2 separate regions of the Sus scrofa genome follow, and region 1 is linked to region 2. The links are chromatin contacts, called in public Hi-C maps. All regions are on one chromosome and are shown on one strand. The core of a region is the stretch at or near the end of the contact, and the rest is flanking DNA. Distances in the headings are between cores, read along the strand shown.

What was found. Hi-C and Micro-C count contacts between places; a contact is called where the count stands out from the background.
Region 1: a Hi-C map of liver shows a contact between it and region 2, with 2.4 times the contacts expected there. The contact joins two enhancer-like sites. A contact is called at or near these places in 3 of 47 Hi-C or Micro-C datasets (epiblast stem cells and liver).

The regions. Positions count from the first base shown.
Region 1 is chr1:248,821,355-248,824,101 of Sscrofa11.1, reverse strand. No RefSeq gene overlaps it. Among named protein-coding and RNA genes, the nearest start is that of KLF4, 210 kb to the right of the region's middle. Within about 2 kb of position 1,476, at least 35 of the 83 cell types and tissues checked have an H3K27ac peak or open chromatin away from gene starts, as enhancers often do. A contact at or near this core is called in liver, where this site is marked.
Region 2 is chr1:248,690,882-248,693,581 of Sscrofa11.1, reverse strand. No RefSeq gene overlaps it. Among named protein-coding and RNA genes, the nearest start is that of KLF4, 83 kb to the right of the region's middle. Within about 2 kb of position 1,386, at least 25 of the 83 cell types and tissues checked have an H3K27ac peak or open chromatin away from gene starts, as enhancers often do. A contact at or near this core is called in liver, where this site is marked.

The DNA.
Region 1 (2,747 bases), core at 227-2,726, 130 kb before region 2:
CCTCCAGCGCTCTGCTCACACGCCACCCTATCAGAAGGCCACCCTATCAGAGGGCCTTGCCCTCACCTCCTGCCATGGCACATACAGCCCCCCACCCACACTGTCCAGACCCTCCACCACGCTTTCTTCTTCTTTATTGTTTACCACTTGACATAGCTTTTATTTGCTCGACTGTTTTATTTGGGGAAAGTGCTTCTTACAAAAGCGCAGCTGGAAAATGCAGGGACCTCTGCAACAATAACTTGTTATTTTTCTGAAAGGATGGGTGGGATCTGAGAAATCAAAGCAGGAGATGGACAAATCAGAGGCCTCGCCGAGTCATTTTCAGGACACGGAGCAACAAAACGCCAAAGCTAAAATTTCCAGTCAAGGCATTCTTGTTCTTTGTAGGAACTATTTACCACTTGATACAGTGTCATGTCTTCATTTGTGGGAAATGCACTAGAAGGAAAGTTCTGTGAGGACAGGGACCTTTTTGTTCTGTGCACTACTAAAGCCCACGTTCCTGGTTTTCCTGGTGCCTCATAGGCACGTCTGAAAATGAGGGAAGAAGGGAGGGAGGGAGGGGTTCCAGGGAGGGAAGGCCCTGGTTGGCCTCCTTTTCATGCCACGTGGTGTCTCTCCTGCAGACCGACCCCAGCCTGGTGGCCCATGCCTTCCAAGAGAAATGACTTTTGCTACCACTTCTTAAACTGCCATGGAACCAGTGCGGGCACCACATCGGGCCATGTGGACACGTGACTACCTTCATCTCACCAGCTCTGAGGTCTCTATCTGCTTTGACTCGGCCTCGACACGCATGATGTTCAGGGCTGTATCCCTCTTGGTTGCTGGGGGCTGTCCTCTACATGGGAGCGTGGTCACCGTGCCTGGCTTCTCCCCACCAGATGCCAGGGGTGCCCCTGCCCCCTGTGACTGCCAAAACATGTCTCCAGACATTGCCGTGTCCCCAGGGGGTGAGATCCTCTGTGTTCATCCTCTGAAGGCGGAAAGCGAGGCCCAGTGAAGCTGAGTGATGCTGAATGCTCTATCAGAGGCTGGCATGCACCCTGGGTCTGTCCTGCTTGGGAGCCAGCATCCTCCCCACCTCCCTGGCAGGGCAGGGCTGGCTCGCAGGGAGCAGTCACTGTGGAGACCCAGAGCCTCTGCCCAGGCCCTGCTGGTGTCCTGGCGACGGCAGAGCCAAGCCTCTGACGTGTGGGCAGAGCCTTCCCAAGCAGCCTGAAAAACACTTACTCACACTCTGGCCATGCCTGGGAAGCATCACCCGTGATAAATCATATCTCTTAATTATCTGCGATTTCTGGGGCCAGCCAAGATTTCCTTTTCGTGACAAATATTTTCTCTGAGATTCCTTCCCTCCACCCACCCCCCTCTCCCCCCAAAAGGAAAAGCAAAGCTTAAGGGGAGCCCAGGGCTGCTCTCCTCAGCAGGAGCCCAGACAGCTCCGGTCAGCTGGCCAGACCCGCCCAGCCCTGCTACAACTGGGTTCTTGCCTGGGCCTGTCTCTTCCCTCCGTGCTTTGAGTAGTGAAATCCTCAGGTTTCTGTTTTGTTTCTGTTTTTTGTTTTCTGAGAAGGATTTCTGAACATTCACTTACTCAGCTGAGCCCTGCTTGAAGTCATTGTCAGAGAGACAGGAAGATGGAAAGGGAAGGAAATGGGGTTGGGGGTGAAAAGGGCAAGGTTCAAGGTGCCTTGAACCTGCTGCAGAAAAAGTTACTTCACCCCTCTAGGGCCCCTGTGAACTGTAAGGACAGTGTCCAGGCTTCTCAGCCTTCCCAACTTCTAGCTCTTCACCCTCTGAGGCTTTATCTCCCCCTATTTCTCCCTATACCCCAGTCAAGTTGAACCCATTCACTACCTTTTAAATAAGATTTCACATGTTACTGTCTTTATAATGAATGCTTTTCTCGCTTCTCTTCTCAGAAAACTTCTATTCATCCTTTGAAACCCAATGTAAATATCCCCTCCTTTTCTAACCTCCTGCCCCATCCCTAGACCAAGTTCATCTCTCCCTCTTTGGGATCCCTCAGCAGCTTATACAGAAATCATTTTAACCCATTTTACCCTACTAGAGATATTTGTATAATAGGATTCCAGGGGAAAAGCTGAGTCAGAGACCAGAACAACCAAAGATTCTCAACAAAGACGTGAAAGATGTTCATTATTTTCCTCTAGGGTCGTCCTGTCTGACCCAGCATGGTTTTCCTTGGTTCAGTAACACATATGACTTCCATGGGTGCATCTTCTCGATAAAAAAAAACTTGCAGAGATGCTTTCTAGCACTCAGAGACCCTCACCTGTCACCTATTTTGTTCTAGATTCTGACGCGATGACACAGGCAACCGCTTTCTATGACAACAATGTGAGTTCTGGTTACCGTTGGTGCCATTGTTCTGGAGCCAGGTTCATTGAAGGCATTGATCCCAGTCTGTGCCTTCCTCTTGGCATATAAAGGTAGAGGGCAGGGGAGTGGAGTGCCTAGTCCAAGGTGGCACGGACAGCAGAGAGCTGGTGTTCACCCCAGCCAGTGAGCCTCCAGCCATGTATCCTCACCTTCCCCTCAGGCCACCCACAACCTGGCTGAGACACAGGCTGCTGCTCTTCTGGGTTGTTTTTTATTTTTTGTTTTTTGGTTTTTTGTTTTGTTTTGTTTTGTTTTTTTGTCTTTTCAGGGCCGCACATGTGGCATATAGAGGTTCCCAGGCTGGGAGTCGCATTGGAGCTACAGCTCCTGGCCTACAC
Region 2 (2,700 bases), core at 137-2,636:
TTCCTGCCGAGGGCCACTTGCCCATTCCCAGACTCGCCAAACAAGAGAGCAGGAAGGGCCAAGCCAATGCCACCCTCTCATTGTGCAGGAGGGGGAGTGTAAGGGCACCCAAAGTGGGAGGACACACATGGGATCAGAACTTGGCTGCTCCAACACCAACACCTGGTCTCTAGGGTCTTTGGGGGCAGCAGATAAGACTCGGAGTCAGGTCCAGGGCTCTGGCTCTGCTCCCGGCTGGCCATCTTCTAGAAGAGGCCTTCAGCTTGTAGATTCTATAGTCCCGAGATAGAGAGTGGTTGGCACACACTGAGTGTACGTGTGTGTGTGTCTATTCATTCAATAGCAAATATTTATCGAGGGCCTTGAGCCAGGCTCTACTTCAGGATCTGGAGATAAAGCAGAGTTCACAAAACAGATGAAATCCCTCCTCTGGGGTGGGGGGCTGAGCGGCGGGGTGGGGGGTGCTGACATTCCAGTGGAAAGATTTATAGTCTGTGGGAGTCTATGTAGAAGGACCCTCGTGTATCACTTGCACCCAGACTCCGGTGGGTGGAGTACGTTCCATCAGTACCATTGAGAGCCACGCCCTTCTCCGGCCTCGCTGGGCATCGCAGGCATCTTGAACAAATCCTGTGAAAGCATGTCCTGAGCCCCTACTCCACACCCTGATTCCTTGCTCTCACAGCACCCCAGGGTGCTTCATCCGGCATGTTTCACCCTGCCTCGCAGCCACCGATTTTGTTCACTGACTTGTGAAGAACTGGAGAGGGCCTGCATCTCTGTCTCCTCTGGTCCCCAGCCCCTGGGAGGCGGGAGCTCCCTGGAACCTCTTGTTGAATAGAAATCGGATTGAATGAAGCCATTGATCCTGAGCTCCGACTGCGCATCTGTAAAACGGAGGCGATAACTATCTGGACCACTCCTGATTGTCCCGCAGATCAGATGAGACAAGGAGATGAAAGGACCTTGGAACTAGCAAGCTGTTCTTATTATCCCTCATAAAAATGGCACCAGTTAAGTGCCTCCCGCTGGGAAAGGACGCAGTGCAGCAGCCGTGGAGCTCCTGGCGTTGGCTGGGGGTGAGTGCTTGTGCAGGACTATGTGTGTGAGCGAGGGCCAAGGAGGCTGCAAGGGCGGCCGGCTGCCCAGGCCAGCAGGGCCCCACTGAGTTAGCCTTCAGCAGAGGGCAGAGGGGAGGAGGGGAAAGAGAGACATCCCCATATCCATCCATTTATCCGTCTGCCTGTCTCCTGCAGCCAGAGGCCTCCAAGCAGGACGGAAGCATGGCCCGGCCGTAAATGACTGCTGGCTCCAGGCTGGCCACCCGCCCTGGCTGCCTGCACGGAAGGGCCGGACTTTACCCAGCAAATCGGGAAGGAACTGGAACCTCTGAACTTGGGACTTGGGCTCCGTCGATAAGGCCAGTGGACAAACAGAGGGCAGGGGCCGAGGCTCCCCTTTATACACACAGAAGCCCGGCTCCAGGCTGATACTGCCGAGATCTTTGCCCTTTAGTTCAAACAGGAAATCTTAAAATGGAAAATGAGCTGCGTAAGGAAGGGGCGCGGCCACCGGCCCACAGGGAAGACGGAGCAGGTTGTTCCCCATAGAGCTTCAAACTCTGGGAGGGACCCGGCCAGCCAGGGGTGCCTGGGCCACAGAGCAGGTGGCCAGGCAGGTGAGAGCAGCATCGGACCACGTTCCTAGTGTGGCCTGAGGTGGGAGGGCCAGCGAGAATTTGAGGTCTCATCTGAGCCAAAATACTCCACCTCTTCCTTGTGGTGCTTTTGGGATTAAGTTCACCTGAAGGAACCTCAGTTTCTCCATCGATAAATGGGGCTCGCAATACCATCCCCCTCAGAGAGCACACAAGAGAATCCAACTGAAGGTGTGCGTGTGCCCTGCAAATGGCAAAGCACTCGATGGGCAACCCTGCATCCTGGCCGAGCCCCCTGTACCCCCCCACACACACCCCATCCTCCCCGCCCCCAGCCCCAAAAGTATTTCACAATCAAGAGGGGAAATCCAAAATAACATCTCCGCCTCCCCCAGGCCACCCCCACACATCCCCATGCGAGCAGTTCAAAGAGAAAATTAGGAGAAGATAAATAATTAGAGAACCCCAGCAGTCTCCCTGCTGAGGTTTCCAAGTAATTATTCACCTGTAAATTACTCCTCTCACCTTAATTCTATCTCCAGATCCTCTTGACAAGGTAAATTCATTTATTTACATCGCTAACTACCCTGCTTTGGTAAACAGTCCAACAAGCTTGGATGGCCCATTAAAGAAATAAAAAGTTGAAGAAGTAAGGCAGGAGAGAGAGAAAGACGTTAACTCTTGGTCATTACTGGCACTTACAGAATTAACCTTCGAGGGTAATTAATGAGGAATCAAAGCCAAGGAAAACCTCATCCTCTGCCAAGAGGGAGCCCGTCACAGCAGGGTGGGAACTGCAGGAGGCCCCTGCAGGAGGCCCATACCTCCTGCAGCACTAGGTGTCAAGGGGAGATTACTGGAAGGTTCTGGGCAGTGGTGCGAGCTGTGCTTTCACCAAGAGCCCTCCTTATCTGGTGAAGCCACTCCTTCTTATTCACAGACCCCCAACCAAGGCCTGGCACTCAATCTATAGTTGCTGAAGGAATGATTCAACATACTATTCATTATTCAACCTGTCAGATTTGTCTGACTCCACAGCCGCT